Regions from separate parts of the Mus musculus genome. Here region 2 is linked to region 1. A link is a contact called in public promoter capture Hi-C data. All regions are on one chromosome and are shown on one strand. The core of a region is the stretch at or near the end of the contact, and the rest is flanking DNA. Distances in the headings are between cores, read along the strand shown.

Region 1 (3,625 bases), core at 750-3,249:
GACTCCGTGATAGGCACCAAATGAGACTGTGCTCTGTAGGATTCGGGATGCTGTCCCATCCTCTGCAGAGAGAGTAGGAAGGAAGCCCAGACACTCACCCGGGTCCATGTTTCAGCCTGGCATTCCTTGTACCGGAACTGACAGATGAGAACTTTCTGCGGTGGCCACACGGGCGGCGCCCACTGCACAGTGGCCTCCAGGGTTGCTTCCTCAGAAATATCCACTTGAGAGAAGATCTGGGGTGTGTCTGGCTTCACTGCAAATGGGAGGCCAGAGTGCACTGAGCTCAGGCCTTCAGCCACCCTCCCACGCTCCCTGCACTATGCCCCCCCCCACCCCCGCCCACGCTTCATTACTTTGGGTCTCCAGGTTCACAGAGACAGAGGACCACAGAGGCCGTCCCTTTTGTGTCCCCCAGATGAGGAGTTTGTCAGCCATGGTGAACTGTTCCCGGGGAATGGTCACCCAACTCTGTTTGGAAGGCACCTTCACCTCCCAGACTCTATTGGGATGGCTGTGAGGAGAGATTGGGAAGAGATGCTCGTTGGCACAGCCTAAGCCCCAGGCTAAGCTTCCAGCCCTGCACCAACTTCATGCCTCACCCTGCTCTGCTTGGGGTCTGAATCCCTTGCTCTTAAGTCAACACCGTGACCTGAGGAGAGTGACTTAACCTCTCTGTTCTTCTTTAAAATGTATGCAGTACACCTACTTTCTGAAAGAACTCAACAGTGGGCCGGGTGACTGACAGTTTACACCCGACAGTTCACAGCTGTCATCCCAGCACACAGGAGACGAAAGCAGGATTGTTAGAGGCCAGCTTCACAGGGTAAGACCCTGTCTCAGAAAACATGCTGTTCCCCGGGGCTCCTCCCAAGGTGCTTTTTCTTTGTCCTTTACTTAGCGCAATTGAAATGAAGTTTCCAGATACACTCTCCCCTGGACCCTGAACCCCAAACCATACCAGAACCAGCTATTGTTGTTGTGATTACAAGCGCTACACTGACTTTTTTTTTTTTTTGAGACAGTTTCTTACAGCCCACGCTGATCTCAAACTTGTTGTGAAGCTGAGGTCGCTCTTGAACTCCTGATTTTCTTGCCTCCATCTTCCAAGAGCTGTGTTTGCAGGTGTGTGTCACCATGCTGCTTAGAGTGAACTCAGAAATTCAAGTTACCTGCCCGATGTCGTACAACAACGATATTAACCTGCTTTCTAGTGCTCAGCAGTTTTTCTTTGCCATGTGCCTACCGTGCTGATGGGCAGAATCAATCATGGCAGGCCTGTGCCGTCATTACTGTGGGGGTGGGGGTGGGGGTTGAGAGAGGGAAAGTGGTCAGACCTGAGTTATGCCATAAGGGAATGAGTGGGCTAGCCTGAGGGTTGTGAGAGTGTGGACCGAATTCTCAGTAGCCGGACTGAGGGGCGGGCGGTGATCCTCTTAACAAAATTCGCTTGAAATCTGAGTGACCACTTTCCGTCCTCAGTTTCCCCTAGACCACTCCAGGGTACTCACTATTTCTGACTCTGGTGATACAGCACAGGTGGAGTCTCCAGGTCGCCCAAAGGTTCCCAGGAGCAGTTCAGGATTCCCAGGGGACCGACGCTGTAGCACTGCAGTGGACCTGGACTGCCTGCAGGGGCGCAGAGAGCCGAGAGGACCGTGGTCAAGTTCCCCGGGGCCTGAACTTGCTGGACTGTGGATGCGTCCATCCTCTGGTACAGTGGTAGTGCAGTACCGGAGCGCAGGGCCTGGCACGTGCTGGGATGGCGCAGAGGGAGTCCCGGGCCCCTTTCCGACCTGCTACATCCTGTTGTCGCCCAGTTCCCGATGCCCTACAACTGTGACCCCGAGCCAGCCACTCACGAAGCTGCTCACCGTGGGGCCGCGTCCCGAGCAGCAGCGACATCAGCGACAGCAGAAGCTCCAACGGCGTGAGGCGTGCAACCCGGAGCCGGTTCATGGCTCCCAGGGACAAGTGACACCACCAGGCTTGGGGCTTACAGCCTGCGGGAAGGAAGCCACCCCGCCCCTGGCGGGAAGTCCCCAAATCCGCCCACCCCCAGCAATGATACGCACGCGTGCAAATGCTCAGAACTGAACCTTTATTTTATGTGGTGAGGAAGTCTGAGTACTGAGGACCAGGGGCTCTGTTTTGGGGTGGGGGGGAGGTTAGCCAGGGACAGTGGCGACAATTAGGGCCGGACTGAGGGTGGAGGTGGGGCAGACTCTAGTGTAGCCAGTTTAAGAAGATGGGCATCTGGTTGCTGCTGGGCTGCTGGGGGTGAGGTTGTGGCACGGAAGAACTCAGCCATGAAAAACAAGTTTCTGTTTGGCTGGATAGAGGAGGGGCCGGCAGCAAGGTGGGGAAAGGTTGGCAAGTAGTGTATGCATCTTGGCAGAGGGTCTGTAAGGAGACAGTGGACCCCTTGGTGCCTCGCCTGTAGGAATGCTCTTGAACATCGCACAGCTGACAGCAGCTTGCAGGCACGGCCCGCTTCTCCATTGCTCAACCCTGATCCTAGCACAAGCTGCTAATTTGGCTCTTGCTACAGCCCCACTCGCAGCAACTGCTGGAAAGGCCAGCCAACACATCTCTGCTGCCCCGAACCACTCCAGGTGACCCTTGCCAGCTGGCTCGACCACCGTAGAAAGCCTGGGGGGATTTGGTTAGGGCCAGCCACTCGCTGGAGCCCACCGCTTCATCCAGCTCGCTGGCCAGGTGGTCTGTATTGGCTTCTCCATCAGCGAAGAAGTCCCCTGCAAAAGCAAAGAGGAAGAATCAGGGCTTAGCCCACTTACATCTCCAGTCTGGAGGATCAAGGTTGCGGTTCTGAGTTTGATTTCATCCCCTCGAGGGTTCAAATGCTGGCTCTGTTGTCAGTTTCAGTGCTAAGCTGGACTTTCCTGTCACTGAGTTCATGCGATTCTTTATTTAATGTGGACGGCGTAGATGAAAATATGCATTTGGGAGCTAGGCTCCCTAAATCAGAATAGTAAATGACATTACTTCCGTCTCCCTCCTAGGCTCAGTTTTCTTTTCCACAAAGCAGGGGAGGGGGAGGGGAGATAATAATAACTTCTACTTTTTTTTTTTTTGGCTTTGTCAGGAGTATCAGACTGGATGCCCGCAAAAGCACAATACTATGGGATACATGAGGAGCACTCAAGTGAACACTGATCATTTATTGACCGTCTTGTTTGCTTTACCGAATTCACTTCTTCCAGCCTCTCAGTGACAGCTACTGAGTTTGCTGCTGTTGCCACCTACTTACTATTCACTAATTGGGACCCTGGCTCCTCATCAGGCTTGTGTGAGGACACAGCCATTTAGCCATAGAGCTACTGTTTTGAGGCAGGCACACTCCTAACCTGCGCATGCATCCATCTGTCTGTCCATCATTCACCACCCACACATCTCTCTTTCATCATCATCTTCTTCCTCCTCCTCCACTCCGTTTTTTGGTTTTGCGATTTTTTTTTTTTTGAGACAGGGTCTTAGGCTGTCCTTGAGTTCATGACCATCCTGCCTCAGCTTCCCAGAGTGTTGGGATTCTAATCACAGTCTCCCAAGCCCACTGTGTCGCCTCTTTTGTCTCGCCTCTAAGGAGCTGCACTCTCCTGATTGG
Region 2 (3,625 bases), core at 550-3,049, 480 kb before region 1:
CAGTTTTAAAGTACTGTCTCACAAAGGCAAAGACCTATGTTTGATCTCAAGAAGCCACACTGTGCTACCTGCTTTTTATGTCAACTTGACATAGGTTAGAGTCACTGTGGAAGAGAGAGCCTCAGCTGAGAAAACACCCCACCAGATTGGCCAAAGGCAAGTCTGGAGTACATTTTCTTTCTTTCTTTTTCTTTTCTTCTCTTTTTTTTTTTTCCTTTTTTTTTTTGTACATTTTATTTAGTGGTTGACATGTGGTGTAACCCCTGAGGTGGTGGCCATGGGTACTAAAAGAAAGCAGCCTGAGCCAGGCGGTGGTGGCGCATGCCTTTAATCCCAGCACTTGGGAGGCAGAGGCAGGCGGATTTCTGAGTTCGAGGCCAGCCTGGTCTACAAAGTGAGTTCCAAGACAGCCAGGGCTATACAGAGAAACCCTATACAAAGAAAAGAAAGCAGCCTGAGAATGCCAGTAAGCAGCACTCCTGGGTGGCCACTGTGTCAGTTCCTGCCTCCAGGGTCTGTGTTCCTGTCCTGACTTCCCATCAGGACATTCCCGTCAGGACATACTGCATTCCAGACCGGGAAGTAAAACACTTACCTCCCCAAATGGCTTCTGGTGGTATTTCATCACAGCAATGGAAACCCTAACTAAAATACCATGTAAAACAGACGCTGGGCATGGCAGCCCAGAGGAGACAAAGACAAGAGGATCCCTGGGGCTTACAGACCAGCCCGCCTTGGGGAGCTCTGAACAGAGAGGTGTGCTTAGTCTGAGTCAAATAAGCTGTCCTGGATGAGAGGAGAGAGCAAGCCAAGAGAGGACACACCCTGACAGACACTTAGGAGCAAGGAAGAGAGTGGTTCCTTCAGAAGCTCTAGACCAAGAGCTTTTAAGACCATCAGGTTGGCTGCGCCCTCTCTGGTCAGGATTGGGCACTACGGACAGGCTTCAGTGGTAAAGCCTTCATTTACCATGTTCTAGACCAGGATCACAAAGTATTCATTTTAGAAGAACAACGACTGGAAGGAGGGCTCAGTCATTACTGTGATTGCTTTACCAACATAAAGAACTCAATTCAGTCCCCAAACCCCATGTAAGAAAACTCCTGGTGTGGGGGCACACGCTTGAAATTCCAGAACCACAGACAGGGTGCCCGGTTAAATCTCTCGGGCCTTCTAGACAGCCAGCCTCACCTACTTGAAGGGTTCAAAGCCAGTGGGAGACAGTGTCTCAAACAAGTTGGACAGAGACAGAGTAATGACCCCAGAAATTGACCTCTGACCACCAAATGCACTCATAAGCACACCTACGTATGTGCACTCACACCGACAAACCTAGGGAAAGTGTTTGGAAGTTCGAGTGTTGGAAATGGTAGTGTATATCTGTGGGAAAGCACTTATCTACCATATGCTAGGCCTGGGGGTCTATCCTAAAACCAGAAAAAAAAATTAATTTAAGAAAAAAAAAAAAAAGAGGAGGAGGAAGAGGAACGCGGAAGATGGTTCGGTCCAGGGTGTCCACAGTACCCATGTATACACATGTATACAGCAGGCTTGGTGGCACACATTTATAATCCTAGCACTGGGCAGAGCACAGGGGACCCTGCCACCTCCCCGCTTCCACACCCGCACTCCTCCCTGCAACTCCCTGGCCAGCCTGGCCTTCTAGCCAACTGGCGTTCGCCGCACCCGCTCTGTCTCCTCCACACCGCCAGGGGGTGTCAGCGAGCCAGGAAGCGTTCCATCGTTCATCTCTATGACCCCCGCCGCAGCCTAGATGACCCGGAAGACACTGAAGGGGCAGTGCTTCCAGGTGGGAGCGAGGTGACCCCGGCTACTAAAGAAGGGTAAGGCAGAGTAGCCATGGGGGCGCACCTGACCCGGCGCTATCTGTGGGATGCCTCGGTGGAGCCTGACCCCGAGAAGATACCCAGCTTCCCGCCGGACCTCGGCTTTCCGGAGCGCAAGGAGCGAGGTGAGCTCAGTGCGCAGGCGCGACCGCAGATCCCGCGGAACTCAGCTGCCTGCTTGCGGAGGGCCGGGTCGAGTCGGGAGGGCGACCTCCTTGAGTGTGGAGGCTGTGCGGGGATGGCTAAAGCAAAAGGCTGGGACGAGACAGCAGAGAACGGGAAGATGAGACTGCCCCGGTGCACTTCGTCCTGGGCACAGCGCGGAGCCTAGGACATGTTCTTTGCATCTCCATACATTGTCACTAGCATTTGGTTACGTACAATAATACAAGGTTGGGGGGCTGGAGCGATCATGCTCCTTGTCCTGTCTAGTGTGATGGTGCTGGGGGAGGAACCCAAGGCCTGTGTGTACTCGCAAGGTTCTCATTCTTCCTGTATAGGAAAATCAGAGTGACAGCTCTGGACAAAGTCCTAGTTTGGCACTTGGGATGCCCCAGGGTAGCAGAGAGCCACTGGCGCTGTCTTCAGGGAGCCCCCTGGACAAAGCAGCGTGTCCAAAAAGATCTGGGAAGCAAATTTAAGAGTGTAGAAGCACAGGCTAAAAGGGGTGTATATGAGATTGATGAAGCTGGTACCAGGGAGGGACAGAGCCCCACTTGTAAGCAGGGGAAAGACACAAATGACTTGCCTTACCAAAAGGTTGTAGTGTCGACTAGAAGATGGCTCCGTCAGTACTGAATCTGCAGAACATTTACCCACCTGACACCCTGCTTTGCCCATAGTCATTTTGAAAATACAGCACTCCCTGGCCGCCTCTCTTGCTTGGCTAATCCAAAACCCTGGTAAAACTCAGCTGGCCCTGCTGACCTGGTCTCCAAGTTGCTTCCTCACTCCAGACCCCCTTCTTATTTTTGAGTCAGACTAGTCTCTAACTCACAGTCCTTTCCCTTTGGCCTCGGGAGCACAGAGCTCATAGGCCCAGTGGTGCTCAGGGATGCTATAGCCTACATTGTTGCTTCTATAGTTCTTCACTGCCTCTTCATCTTAGGCAAGCTCTTGTGAGAAAGCAAGAGTAGCTCCTGCTCCCACACCCATGCATCTCCAAACTCCTTCCAAATGACTTGTCCCTAGCCTGGCGGAGTCCCCATTCCAGGTGAACCCCCCCCCACACACACACACACACCCCTTTATATCCTCCATCCACCCTCTACAATGAAAGGATCCTGCTCCCGAACCTCTCATCAGGCTCCTGTCCATGGTTTTGAAACACCCCCACAGGAACATCATGAGTTCCTGGGATGGATAGCAATCCTGTCTCAAAACCTAAGTATAAAAATCCCCGTTACTGAAGGGCTCCTCTCAAGGCTCCCAGCCAGCCCCAGCTCCACCTGTCATTCCCCACCTCTACCTTGCTCACCTCCACTTCCCTGCGCACTCTCACTGATTGTTCCTCGGCTCCCTTGACTGCCTTGAAGCTGCTGCCTCCTTTGTTCTGCCCTGGAGGCAGCTCACAACTGTGTGGTGTACACCAGTGCTGTCCACTTGATCTCCAAGGGGAGCCTTAACCTTGAACTTATAAATGACATTGCTGACTTTTGTTTTCTGAATTTTAGGGCTTTATTAGTGGTACATGTGTATGTGAGCACTCGTGTGCATTGACGGCCAGAAGTCTGCAGAGTGTCCTCCTGAAATCACATCCCCTTTCCTCCCCCAGGAGC

Evidence for each region. Promoter capture Hi-C pulls out the DNA fragments that hold promoters and counts their contacts.
Region 2: a contact with region 1 is called in a promoter capture Hi-C map of pre-B cells. The contact joins the promoter of Ndufb7 here to the promoter of Il27ra in region 1. A contact is called at or near these places in 4 of 39 promoter capture datasets (embryonic stem cells, liver, neutrophils and 1 more) and 2 of 9 other capture datasets (adipose tissue and liver).

The regions. Positions count from the first base shown.
Region 1 is chr8:84,040,576-84,044,200 of GRCm38.p6, forward strand. Il27ra (interleukin 27 receptor, alpha) reads right to left here and starts at 2,000. Exons shown (of 14, transcript NM_016671.3): 1 at 1,875-2,000; 2 at 1,512-1,629; 3 at 357-514; 4 at 99-256. The coding sequence starts at 1,959. It overlaps Rln3 (relaxin 3), which reads right to left. Exons shown (of 2, transcript NM_173184.1): 2 at 2,492-2,756. The coding sequence ends at 2,518.
Region 2 is chr8:83,564,959-83,568,583 of GRCm38.p6, forward strand. Ndufb7 (NADH:ubiquinone oxidoreductase subunit B7) reads left to right here and starts at 1,800. Exons shown (of 3, transcript NM_025843.3): 1 at 1,800-1,972. The coding sequence starts at 1,861.